Regions from separate parts of the Rattus norvegicus genome. Here region 1 is linked to region 2. The links are chromatin contacts, called in public Hi-C maps. All regions are on one chromosome and are shown on one strand. Each heading gives the region's core, a stretch centred on a gene start, on an enhancer-like site or on the middle of the called end of the contact. The rest is flanking DNA. Distances are from core to core; before and after follow the strand shown. Region 1 has its middle 320 kb from the start of Pten. Region 2 holds the start of Atad1 (ATPase family, AAA domain containing 1).

Region 1 (6,195 bases), core at 1,239-3,738, 360 kb before region 2:
TGGAGACACAGTCTGTGAACTTAGTGGAGGTGATAAATATCTTCATATAAACTTGAAGAATAACAGAGAGGCTCCAGAGACACCCGAATTGTGCAAACTCTTTGTTGCCCATCATAAGAGCCTATTGATGATGACACCATATTCTTTGGTTGCAAAACACATGGAAATTAGCTCTAAATTGACCAGAAAGTGTTCCATGTTGAATAGCTTTCATAATGCTAGAAGGGGTTACTTGGGGGAAAACATCAATATCTTATCCAGCACTAGACCCCATGTGCCACAAAACCGACCTGTCAGACAAGATATGGTCCACTAATACAAGAGTGTTTATGAGAGGTAATCAATCCCTATCTTGATTGGATTTAAGGTCTGTTCCACAGGAAGGAATTTATGCTTGTACTATAGACATGGCCAAAACCGAGGGAAGTCATGGGTTCTAAAGGAGACCTATTGGTATTTCTCTAAGTGGTCATAACTGTTAAACTCCCTTCTAAATATGCTTTTTATCTATGGATTTGTGCTGTCTCTGACCCAGTCAGAGAAGCTTCTTATTACAATTGATAGTGATTAGTGCAGAGACACGTGACGGTCCTAAGAATTGAGAATAAACCAGGATGAGTGTTCATCTGTAGACGGATAGCTACTTCAAGCCCCTTCCCCCAAGGCTCAACATCACACAAGAGGGGACAGAAGGCATGTAAGAGTCAGAGGGTAGGGAGAAATGCTGTGAAATTCTGTTCTCTAGACACATTAAGACTGTTGTACATGTGAACTCACAACAGCTAAAATTCCTGGCACGAGGTCTGTGTAAGGCCAGTTACTTTTTCTAGCAAGGATTGGGGAAGAGTTCTGGAGGAGCCAGGCTTGGCAAAGAACTATTGACAGTTGAGAACTTCTGGGTAGGCTCTTTTTTTTAGGAATGGAGCCACTGTTATGTTCCCCATACCCAAGGGAATTCAGGCAGCACTTCATTTGACTAAATTAAAATAAATAAACAAATAAATACATATAAGACTAGAATGTGAAGTTGGGAGAGAGATGTGATAGGCACTCCTGGGGGTGGGGCAGTTGGGGGCAGCTGTAGAGTGATCAGGTTATATTGCACATGCATATGAGCTCTTCAAAGAATCCATACAACTACACATTTTTTAAATTCGAAGATGGGGGAGTTGTCTCCGTTCGTAAAGTTCTTGTCATGTAAGCCTGAGAATATGGGTTTGACCCGTGTACGGTGTAAAAGCTGGGTGTAGCCCAGGACTGTAATCTCAGTATTGGGGAGCGGGAGACAGGAAGATCCCGAATGCCCACCGTACAGGCGGGCAGTCTAGCTGAAGGTGAGCTCCAGGTTCAACAAGAGCCCGACTCAAAAAGTAAGATGAAGAGTATTTGGGGAAGGTACCCAACATCATGGCCCACATCAGCCAGACCCGAAAGCAACAATGTCTCGTTTAATGCACAATGTAGGTTAGGAATTTTGAAAGGATTTAGCTGGGTGATTTATCTTCAAGTCTTTTAGGTATTAGCTCAGCAGCTGGGTCTAGAGGGTCCACTTTTGCGAGTAGAGGATCCCTCCTTCCCTTAACACATTTGCTGAATTCTTTCTCCCGTCCCCTTCCCCCTTCCCCCTTCTTTTTCCCTTGCACGCGCGCACGCGCGCGCGCACACACGCACAGAGAGAGAGAGAGAGAGAGAGAGAGAGAGAGAGAGAGAGAGAGAGAGAGAGAGAGAGTACAATCCCTGGTATGGCTCCTTTTCCTCACAGCACTGCCACCCGAAGGTAATCAGCCTTCTAACATGGAGGTCAGTGTCCCCCTGAATCAAGACAGAAGGAAGCTGCGCATGCTCGCACACTCAGAGCCGGTATAGCATCGCTTTCACCGTGTGTTCTCTGGGTCAAATTATAACAGACCAACCCAGATTCAAAAGAAGAACTAGGAACCCGCTGTTTTGGAGTAAGGGTGTCAGAATTCCACAGGCATTTTTAATCGGGCACAGCTACCCTTCATGCAGAAGATGACGTTGTTGTTGTTGTTGTTGTTGTTGTTGTTGTTGTTGTTGTTGTTGTTGTCTCTCTAGCCCCTTAAATGTATCAATGACCATGACTTCTTTAATACTGGGCCGTTGTTGGGTTTTCCCCTGAAATTTTGAGGATTCGGCCACCTTACGTGGACCACACTTGGGATATCCAACTTGGCGTTTCGTGCACTCAGACCGGAAGTGGATTCCTAAGGCTGGTCCTGGTAATGAAGACACTGTAAATAGAACACAGGCTGTTTTCAAAGAGAAATCGACGGCAGGGAAAGAACAACAACGACGATGACAAAAAGACTCATTTTAATGTAATTGATTTTATCTCTGAAAAGGCCCAGTCCTTCCTGTTTCAGAGCGCAGTGGTCCTGGCAAAGCTGAGTGGTCAATAACTCAGTCTACAAAGCATTGTCCCATCAGTCTCTTCAGGGGGCTGAGAGATAAGTTCATTGTTCAACGCTCTGCTTATGGTACCCAGCATGACCCAGATGCCACCCTTGGAGTCCACACACAAACGCGTCTTTGTTGCCCCGAGTGTAGCAAATTCTTTACCATGAATAATTTACTACAACAAATGCTCCCTTTAGTTCTTTTTCTGTTGTTGAGAGTATTTTAGCTCCCCAGAGAAAAGAAGTCGGTACTCAGTAGGAATTAAATGCTGGAAAGTCTCCTTAAACACGGAGGCAGACAAGAGATGGAATGGCACGATTTTTCCACCAGGACCACGAGAGAAATAAGTGAATAGGTTTGGGACCCAGACACAAAGCACCCCGTTGTAAGAAGGCAGCAGGGCAGAGGCATGAGAGAATCGGGGACAGGAGTCATTCTGCCTGGGTTTGTATACAGGGTCCATCACTTGAACCAGTAAAACGATTCTCATAAGTGACGGGCTGGCTGTGACTGGAAACAGTTGTCCTATGGGTCTGCTGCCTGGAAGGTTAAATACCATAGCCTGGTATACTTCTTAGCATCCGGGAAGCATCTAATTCCAACATACCTGCCATTCTTATTACTATTATGTGCCACACAGGGGCTCACAATCTTCTTTGAATATACAAGGAAAATATAGTCTTACTTTGTCCATTACTGGTGGAACAGACCCCAGTTTTCTATTACCAGACTGGGAGCTGGGAAAGGGAAAATTTTAGATGGGCCAGTTTACAGTTCCTCAACACTGTCCTCTCATCTTGAATGTTTTTTTTTTTTCTGCATCCTTTCATCTTGTTTGGGTCGTTTAGAGTTCCCAACGTTTCTCACAAGTGAGGTAGAAGTCAAATGTAAGAACCAGGACACCCTGTGCCTTCAGCAGGGTCCTCTGGCCTGACAGAGACTTCACTGACGTCTGTGAGTCTTGGCATCCGCTTACAGATCCTGCAGTGTTACCGCTCTCTGACCTCCATCCCTGTCCACGTCCAGCTCCTCTGCTCGCCACCATCATGGCATACTGTCATTTTGTGATTTTCTGCTTGCCAAGTGAAAGCCCTGAAAGAGATAGGAGGCCTCTCTCACTGATAGTACCGTTCACTGTGGATCCACATTGGGCCAAATGCTATCCGTCTCACCAGATGCTGGTTCCTATGAGAAGGAAGGGAGCATAGCTTTGCTGCTAGGAGATATTTGACTTTCTGGAGACATTTATTTTAACAGCGGGGGTATAGTCCCAGCCTGAGAAGTGACTTAACATCTTACAAGGGACAGGGCAGCTGACAAGCCCTGTGAAGTAGAGTGTATTACAACAGCGCCAGGCTTGAAAACTGCTGATGATATGAGCCCTCGGTTCCTCAAGCCTACCCTGAGGGCGACAGACCACTCACCGGACTCAATATTCTCTTAAGACCTTGAAGTGTTTCCAACATGTAAGAATTCATCCCTCTCCTGCTAACTGAGGTTCTACCCTGAGACTGGAGAAAAAAGGCCTAAAAGGACAGAGTGTGCATGTCTCTCTGCCTCCCTCTTTACTGAGATAGAAACACTGGGCTTTTCCAGCCTTTATGTCAGAGCTTTCCCAGGCATCATTTCTGCCTACTCTTTGCAGAGGTGTCATTTGCCCCAGGGCAGACGCAGTGGGTGAGTATCAGGGAAGAGGCTGACATCACCAAGGAGAGGTAAACTGAGAAATGCTTTAGAAACGCCTTTTATGCTTTTTATTAATATTAAAAAATGTATTATGTAACTAGGCATTTTCCTTGTGTCTGACATGAGACACGATAAAATCTGCATCAAATGGAGATACACCATAAAGAATTTATTGCGGTCGCAAATATAAATATGGGAACAACCCACATCGTTTGGGTTCTTTTTCTCCAGGTGGCTGACCTTGTGTCACTGGGCAGTTCTCGGAAGAAGCTTCATTCCTGAGCTAAATTCTTGCTCCCCCCCAATCCCAATGTAAAGCTAGGAGCACTTTCTCAGCTTCCGGCCATCCATAGGTTGGAGGTTGCACCGACTGCTCAGAACCTGAAAGCTACACCTACAGTAAGTGAGGATAGTAGAGAGCTCTGTGCTCCCCAGTAGAGCACAGGCCTAGGGAGACATTTGCTGGAAGTACTTCACCAGTCAGTTACGTCATCTCTCTGAGCTTCTGTTTTCTGACCTGTAAAGTGGACTTGGTGATCACATCAACCAGATAGTATGACTCGATTACGTGGGTTACCTTAACACAATGTCAGACTTGATGCTTTGGACAGCAGCAGTTTATTTTCTCATCATCCTGGGATCTGGGCACCCATGACCAAGGTGCTTGTAGGATGACTTTTTGGTGATGGTTCCTTCCTTGGCTTGTAGAAGGCCAGGCCCTTGTTATACCATAAATGGATTTTCCATTGTGCGATCTCAAGAGAGAGAGAGAAAGAGGGGGGGAAAGGAGAGATGGGGAGAGAGAGGGGGAGAGAGAAAGAGGAGAGAAAGGATGGAGGGGTAGAGAGAGAGGAAAGAAGGGAGAGAGGAGAGAAAGAGAGGAGAGAAGGGAGAGAGGAAAGAGAGAAAGGAGAAGGGGAGAGAGAGGAGAGAGAGGAGAGAGGAAGAGAGAAAGGAGAGGAGGAGAGGGGAGAGAGAGGAGAGAAATGATGAGAGAGAGAGAGAGAGAGAGAGAGAGAGAGAGAGAGAGAGAGAGAGAGGAGAGAGATCCCTGGAAGGCCATCAATCACACTGAATTAGGACCAGACCACACACTTATGAATTAATTTAACCTCCTTAATTACCTCCTAAAGTCCTTATCTCTAAGTAAAATCACATTAAGGGTAAAGATCTTGTCATGAATTGCAAATGAGACACACACCCCCACCCCGCAAATAAAGTATTTGAACCCAGAAAGCATTCTGTGATTGACTATGATTGTTCTAATTATTGTGGTCACCGCTGGTTTCAAGTTCAAAGAATCATTTACCCAAGCTGAGTGATTGACACCTACCATGTGAAAGAAGTTTGCTGAATGAGGAGAACGACAAAGTATCAGACCCAGACAGTTGGTCCCCAGAAAGTACTCAAGGAAGGTATCATAATATGCTCTAAGGAAGGGATGACCATATGAAGGAAGTCAGGTTTCTTGTATGGAAAGAAATTATATGCACTGATATTGAGATAGAACAGAGATAGACTTAGTAGGGGTAGAACACTTTTTAATTTTCTTAAAGTTACAAACTAATTACATCATTCTCTTCCCTTTCCTCTCTCCCACATACCCCCCACATTGCTCACTCTCTCAAATTTACGGCCTCTATTTCTTTAGTTGTTGATATAATGAATGTGAATACATATATTCCTAAATATAAATACTAACCATTCAGTCCATAGAATTTACTCTTATACAATTTAGTTCAGGGCTGTCTACTTGGTATTGATCATCAGTTGGATGCCTCTTTCCTGGGGAAGACTATTTCTCTTGCTCTCAGCATTTCCTCATTACCCATAGTCCTTTGCCTGGAGTTGAGGCCCCATGATATTTCTCCCTTCTTCTGTATTAGCATGTTTATTGCTGTCACCTATGTTCAGCTCTTGTTGGGGCAGTCGTGTTGATGAGACTCCATGAGTGTAGCTTCTTTAAAATGACTAGGCGACATATTGTCCTGATTTTGTAGCTTCAAAGTTTCCACTACCAATTTCTCTGGGATCCCTGTACCTCAGGTACAGGGTTGTATTGTGGATCTATCAGTCGGGGCAGAGCACCAT
Region 2 (5,582 bases), core at 831-3,330:
ATCTCTTAAGGCCTAGATGAAAGAAATCTCCTAAATTAAAACATTAGGTACAGCAGAGATAGGCAGACCACTGGAAAGGAAATAAGCATCAACATTTATTTTGATCATGTATACTGTCTTATGACTCTCTGCCCCCAAGTCTCCAAGCTTGGACCAGATGTATTATCACATATCTTTACTTAATAAACCCACTTTGTTTTAAGATTTATTTATTTTATGTGTATGAGTACACTGTTACTATCTTCAAGCATGGCAGCAAAAGAGGGCATCAGATCTCATCACAGATGGTTGTGAGCCACTGTGTAGTTGCTGGGAATTGAACTCAGGACCTCTGGAAGAGCAGACAGAGCTCTTAACCACTGAGCCATCTTTCCAGTTTCCCCGTTTTGTCTTAACTCCTTTTTATGTATTGTTGATGATGAGAGGAGGAGGAGGAGAATGCATAGTCAAGGATCTGACTTTATCTGGAGGTCCCAGCGACAGTGATGGCAATACTGTCAACTGACAGAACCGACAAGGTCTAGAATCACAGAGAAAAGTCCCTAGGCATACTTGAGAAGGAATCTCTGGACTAGGCTAATTGATAGACTCATTGTGAACTTGAGCAGACCAGATATTGGCCCAAACATAAGGGAGCCCCAAAGATTTACATTCATTTTGCTTGCCTTTTCATATGCTGGCGAGTTTCTAGTATTTCTGCCATTGTTAATATTGCTGTCTCTGGCATCTTTCACTGAAATCAGAATCCAGATTCTTACTCCTAAAGACTAGTAGTAGTGGTCTCCAGGCATCCTTAAAGCTTTTGGAGTCTTGTTGGACGGCTGAGGCATGTATCCTCCAGCACTGTGCAGCTACCAGAACAGCCATTGTTGGACCACTCAAGACTACGCTGTGTCAACCAACCTAAAATTAAAACAAAAACCCAAACTCCTTAATATCTATTCATTCTAGTGAACCCCAATACAGTCCTTTAACAAGGAACTTTCCAGGACCTGGCAGCACTGCTGGGCTGTCTCTCCCCACAGCTATTGACAAACATTGTTTACTAATATAATTGTCAGCAGAGGGAGGAAGCAGTGTGTTACTATGTGGTCCAGGATATAAAGCAATTCTCCTTGCTTAGCCATCCCAATGCTGGAAAAACAGGCATGGAATACTAAGCCCAGCTTGGCTGCAGAATTCCTTAGTCCTTAAAGATGATCCTGACAACAGAGCGAAACAAATTGCCTCCTCCAGGAATATAAAGAGGTCTTAAGAAATCTGTCTTATTCCTTCGTAGTCCCACTGCCTTTATCTGAAGCGATGATGTCCCTTTTGTTTAGAGGCAGTGTTTACTTATCTTGTTCCTTGGTAGTGTATATATTCAGAAGTGGCTGGCTTTTAGATATGGTTCCTTGGAATCTTGGTGTCACGTCCCTCACTTCGCAAGAGGAAGGGGTAAATGAAAAAAAAAAGCCATCAATATGCAAAACCTGTCACCAGATGCCCTATTCTGACCCAACTGCCAGACCTCTCTTGTCTGCCTGACTGCTCAAGCGTTCAGCAGTCTCTCAGGCACCACCTCCAGGTGTCATCAGTACAGAGATGGGGGAGGAGGGGTGAGCTCACCCTAGAAACCGAAAGGCAGATGGTGAGGCCATGCGCGTCTGCGCAGCAGCGTGAGGACTTGCAGCGGGTGGTGGAAGTTTATCAAACCAGGGAAGCATTTCTTTGCCTTCTGTAAAAGGCTTCTCTCTCTCTCAGGGTTGTGTACAGCTCCAGAGTAGCAAGGGATTTCATGTGTCAAGCGTCTTTCCCAGTTAGGTTTCTGAGTCTCTGAAGCTGAACTAAGAGCCCTTTGGAGAGCACTCTGTTCATCCTATCTACCTTTCTGAATGTATCGGCACAGCGGATACTAGATCGCTATTAGTGTAGGTTGGGGAAACTAGATCGCCCTGCACTGCGCCACCGTCTCGGTGCCTTAGACTGGCACACCGGCTCGGCAGGGACTGCGCATGCTCCGTGCGGGGGCGGGGCTCCAGCCCCCGGAAGCGTTCTCTCCCAGGCCGCATTTCTTTCCTGTGCGAGGCCGGGCTAATGCTTCTGTCGTCTCTGGTCTTACCTCTGGGTGAGTAGCGGGTTCCCGCGGGGCCGGGCCAGGTGCGTCCCCTATCCCTCCCGGTCCCCCAGGGCCTGGCGCTCACCTGGGGAGACCAGCCCGACAGTCACCTGCCCCCACGTTGGTCACATTTGAGCGCCGCCCGGATCCAGCGGATTAACCTCCAAGGGCGTCCGGGGCCTCGCCTTGGCGCCCGGCCCGGCGCAAGCCCTTAGGTCTCAGCGCTGGCGGGAGACTCCGGCCACTCACAAGGACATCTCTTGTAGGCGGCCTGGTCACTGGAGGATTGGGGGCCCTCAGGGCGACCTCAGGACCAGGCTTGTAAGAGGGCGGCTGGAAGGAGCCGGTCCGCTCGTGCCGGCCCTGCTCCTCCCTCTTTGTGCAGAGGCGGAGGTGTTTCTTCAGTGCTGGCCATGCTTTCACACAAGATGCTGATGTTAATAAGGACCTGCCCTCTACGCGAAGCCTGGCCTAATTCATTGTCACAGGCTGCGTCTTCAGGGCCTTGATAGGCACAGAGTTGGGACTTTGAGTTGAGAGACCATTTGTAGAACACTGCAGTGAACTTAGGAAATACTGCAGTATAAACGTTAGTAAGTTGCTCAGAGACAGGGTATCGACACCGAAACCAGAGTTTAAAGTGAAAAGATTTAAAATTATATTCGTTTAAAGGTGATTGTGAATTTCACTGGTCTTGTGGTGTTTCTTAGCTGTATGCAGCAATGCGTATATTTTGATAAAATAAGTGTTGATGCAAAATTGAAATACATTCTCTACACTTGCAGCTATTTCGCATCGTGGATATATCTATCATGCTTAGGTTTTATGAATGATAGATGGATATGTATATATATATCTCATCTGTGGAGACTGTATAAAGAAAGTATTTCCAGTCACTGCCTACAAAGCAGAATGTTTCAGTTTCATTTCAGGATTTTGAAGTCACTTAAGGATTTAGAGGAGCAGTAGTCTTTTGTTTTTATGTTTGAGTTTTGAGATACGGTTTCTCTGAGTAGCCCTGGCTGTCCTGGAACTCTGAAGACCAGGCTGGTCTCCAGCTTAGACATCTGCCTGCCTCTACCACCCAGGTGCCAAGATTAAAGGCGTCAGCCACCATCAGCCGACAGTTTTTCGAGTTCTTTATATATTGTGGACATTAATCCTCTGTCAGACAGTTGGTAAAGACATCCTCCCATTCTATGGGTTTCCTCTTTACTCAAATTTTAGCTGCTGCTACCACCACCAACCTCTGCCTAGACACGGAGTCAATTGTCTTAAATCTGCCTTGAGTCAATGTTAATACTGGACTAGGAAGACATAGAAGCAAGAGATTTGTCTGTTGGTGGTTTTTTCGATAGGATTAAAAAATTGTTACTGTTACCAGGTATGGTGACAAACAGCCTTAGTTCCAGCTCTTGGGAGGCAGGGACAGGCAGATCTCTTAGTTTGAGGACAGCCCCAGGTCTACAGAGTGAGTTCCAGGCCATCCAGGACTATGCAGAGAAACCTTATCTCTCCATAAGCAAAAATAAAAAATTGTTACTGTCTTCATGACTTTAAGGAACTATGCTTTAGGAATAACCCATAACCCTGATTTATCATTGTGATTCAGGGACTGCCCAGTAGATGGCATTTCAATGTGCCAGTTTAAATTCTTGGATTTTGGAGGCAGGAATGTTTTATGTACTTTAGATTAATCTTGAACCCATTGTAGCCCAGGTTAGCCTTGCTCCTTAACCTTGGACCTTCAGTCTTCCTTATAGTCTGCTGAGTGTTGAGATTGACAGGCTTGTGCCACTGAACACAGCTCTGACTGAAACCAGAAAACCCAAACTTTTTATTGGAATGTCATGACTTTTCAGATTATTAACAAAGCCCTTGCCCCATCTATTGGGTCATTATCAACTGTATTTGCAGTTTTATTGGGATATAGACAACAAAAGTAAAATTTTCAGGTCCTTTGAGAAGTTGATTACATGTGTCCTATTTCTGAGATCCATACAAATGGATAATACTACAGATACTTAGCCAGACTGAATTGTTAGATTAGGCGATTATAATTTGGTGGCTAAATCAGTTCCATTTTTTTTTGTTTTTAGTAATTAATAGAACGATTGTAATTTTGGGTAATTATATAGTAGCCACTATATATCAAATACAGTAGGGTTCTTTAAGTTCTTATTGAATTACTTATCATCCTAGACCAAAGTTTCTTTACCCAATCTGAGAGCTTGCAGTTGGTTATTTAAATAATTGTGATAGGAATGGCTCCTAATAGCTGAGAAGTATGAACCCTGACTTGCAAGTAAATGCTTTACAAGTCTGACGATGATGTTGGATGGCTGAAAGAATTGGGAGGTTTTTCTTTACAAGTATACATGTTAGAGCCATTCCAGAGAAGCTAGTGAGAATTATTTTAACTTAGCAGTAGTAAGAAAGGTAACTATTTTAGAAGTAGAAGGAACATGGGTATTAGTGTAAGGCCCACAGCACCTACCTGAGCAGTCTAGATTTAGATTTATTTATTTCTAGGTGAGATAATATGTATGAGTATTTTTCCTTATCCTCCCCTTCCCCCAGCCCTTGCCAAGGCTGAATGACACTGTTAGACACTGATACCTATCTCCTAAAATGTGAGTCACATCAGTCCTGATGAGCTTGTTTCTGTGAAAGTGTTGCCTTTGACATTGAAGCTGGTTCCTGCTGTAAACCTGGTTGTTGTAGTAGCTCAGGGGTGGACCACATTTAAAAGCAGTCACATCACCTCCCTTTACCCCATTCCGAGTTGTTTAGGGTCTCATCGTAGTCTAAGCCATCTTACAACTCGCTGTGTACTCCAGACAGGCCTCTAGCGCATGGCAGTCTGCCTCAGCCTCACAGGCACAGGTATTGCATATGTGAGCCCCATGTCCAGATCCTCTCAGGTCACATGTAATCAGTCCAAACCCTCCCTTGTTTCTCCTTCCTCTTAGACCATGGGTTTTCACCCTTCCCAGTGCTGCTACCTTTTAATACCTCATGTTGTGGTGACCCCCAAACAATAAACTTATTTTGTTGCTACTTCATACCTGTAATTTTGCTGAGAACATGCAACATTTGTCTTTCTGATCCTGCTTATTTAATTACCACAATAGTCTCTAATTTTCATTAATTTTCCTGAAAATGATAATTTCTTTCTTTATAACACTCTAAAATCCCATTTTCTCTAAATATTTATCTGTTGATGGACACCTAGGCTAGTTCTGTATCTTGGCTATTAGGAATAGTGTAGCAAAAAGCGTAGTTGTTTAAGGATCTCTGGGATGCTGAATTACAGTTCTTTGGGTTCGTGGTATATAATTCACCTCCATGGTGATTTCTGTAGTGGCTGCAGAGCTCTCATACCTGCCGGTATTGTAAAAATATGATTCCTGCTCCCTCATGTCCTCACTGGCATTTATTTTATTGATGTTATCCAGTCTGACTGGGTAAGATGGAGTATCAA

What was found. A called contact is a pair of places that touch in the nucleus more often than the background predicts.
Region 1: a contact with region 2 is called in a Hi-C map of Schwann cells, with 2.6 times the contacts expected there. The contact joins the enhancer-like site here to the promoter of Atad1 in region 2. A contact is called at or near these places in 2 of 12 Hi-C or Micro-C datasets (Schwann cells and kidney).

Annotation. Positions count from the first base shown.
Region 1 is chr1:240,358,929-240,365,123 of GRCr8, reverse strand. No RefSeq gene overlaps it. Among named protein-coding and RNA genes, the nearest start is that of Pten, 320 kb to the right of the region's middle. Within about 2 kb of position 2,488, at least 3 of the 93 cell types and tissues checked have an H3K27ac peak or open chromatin away from gene starts, as enhancers often do. A contact at or near this core is called in Schwann cells, where this site is marked.
Region 2 is chr1:239,998,455-240,004,036 of GRCr8, reverse strand. Atad1 (ATPase family, AAA domain containing 1) reads left to right here and starts at 2,080. Exons shown (of 10, transcript NM_001035002.1): 1 at 2,080-2,107.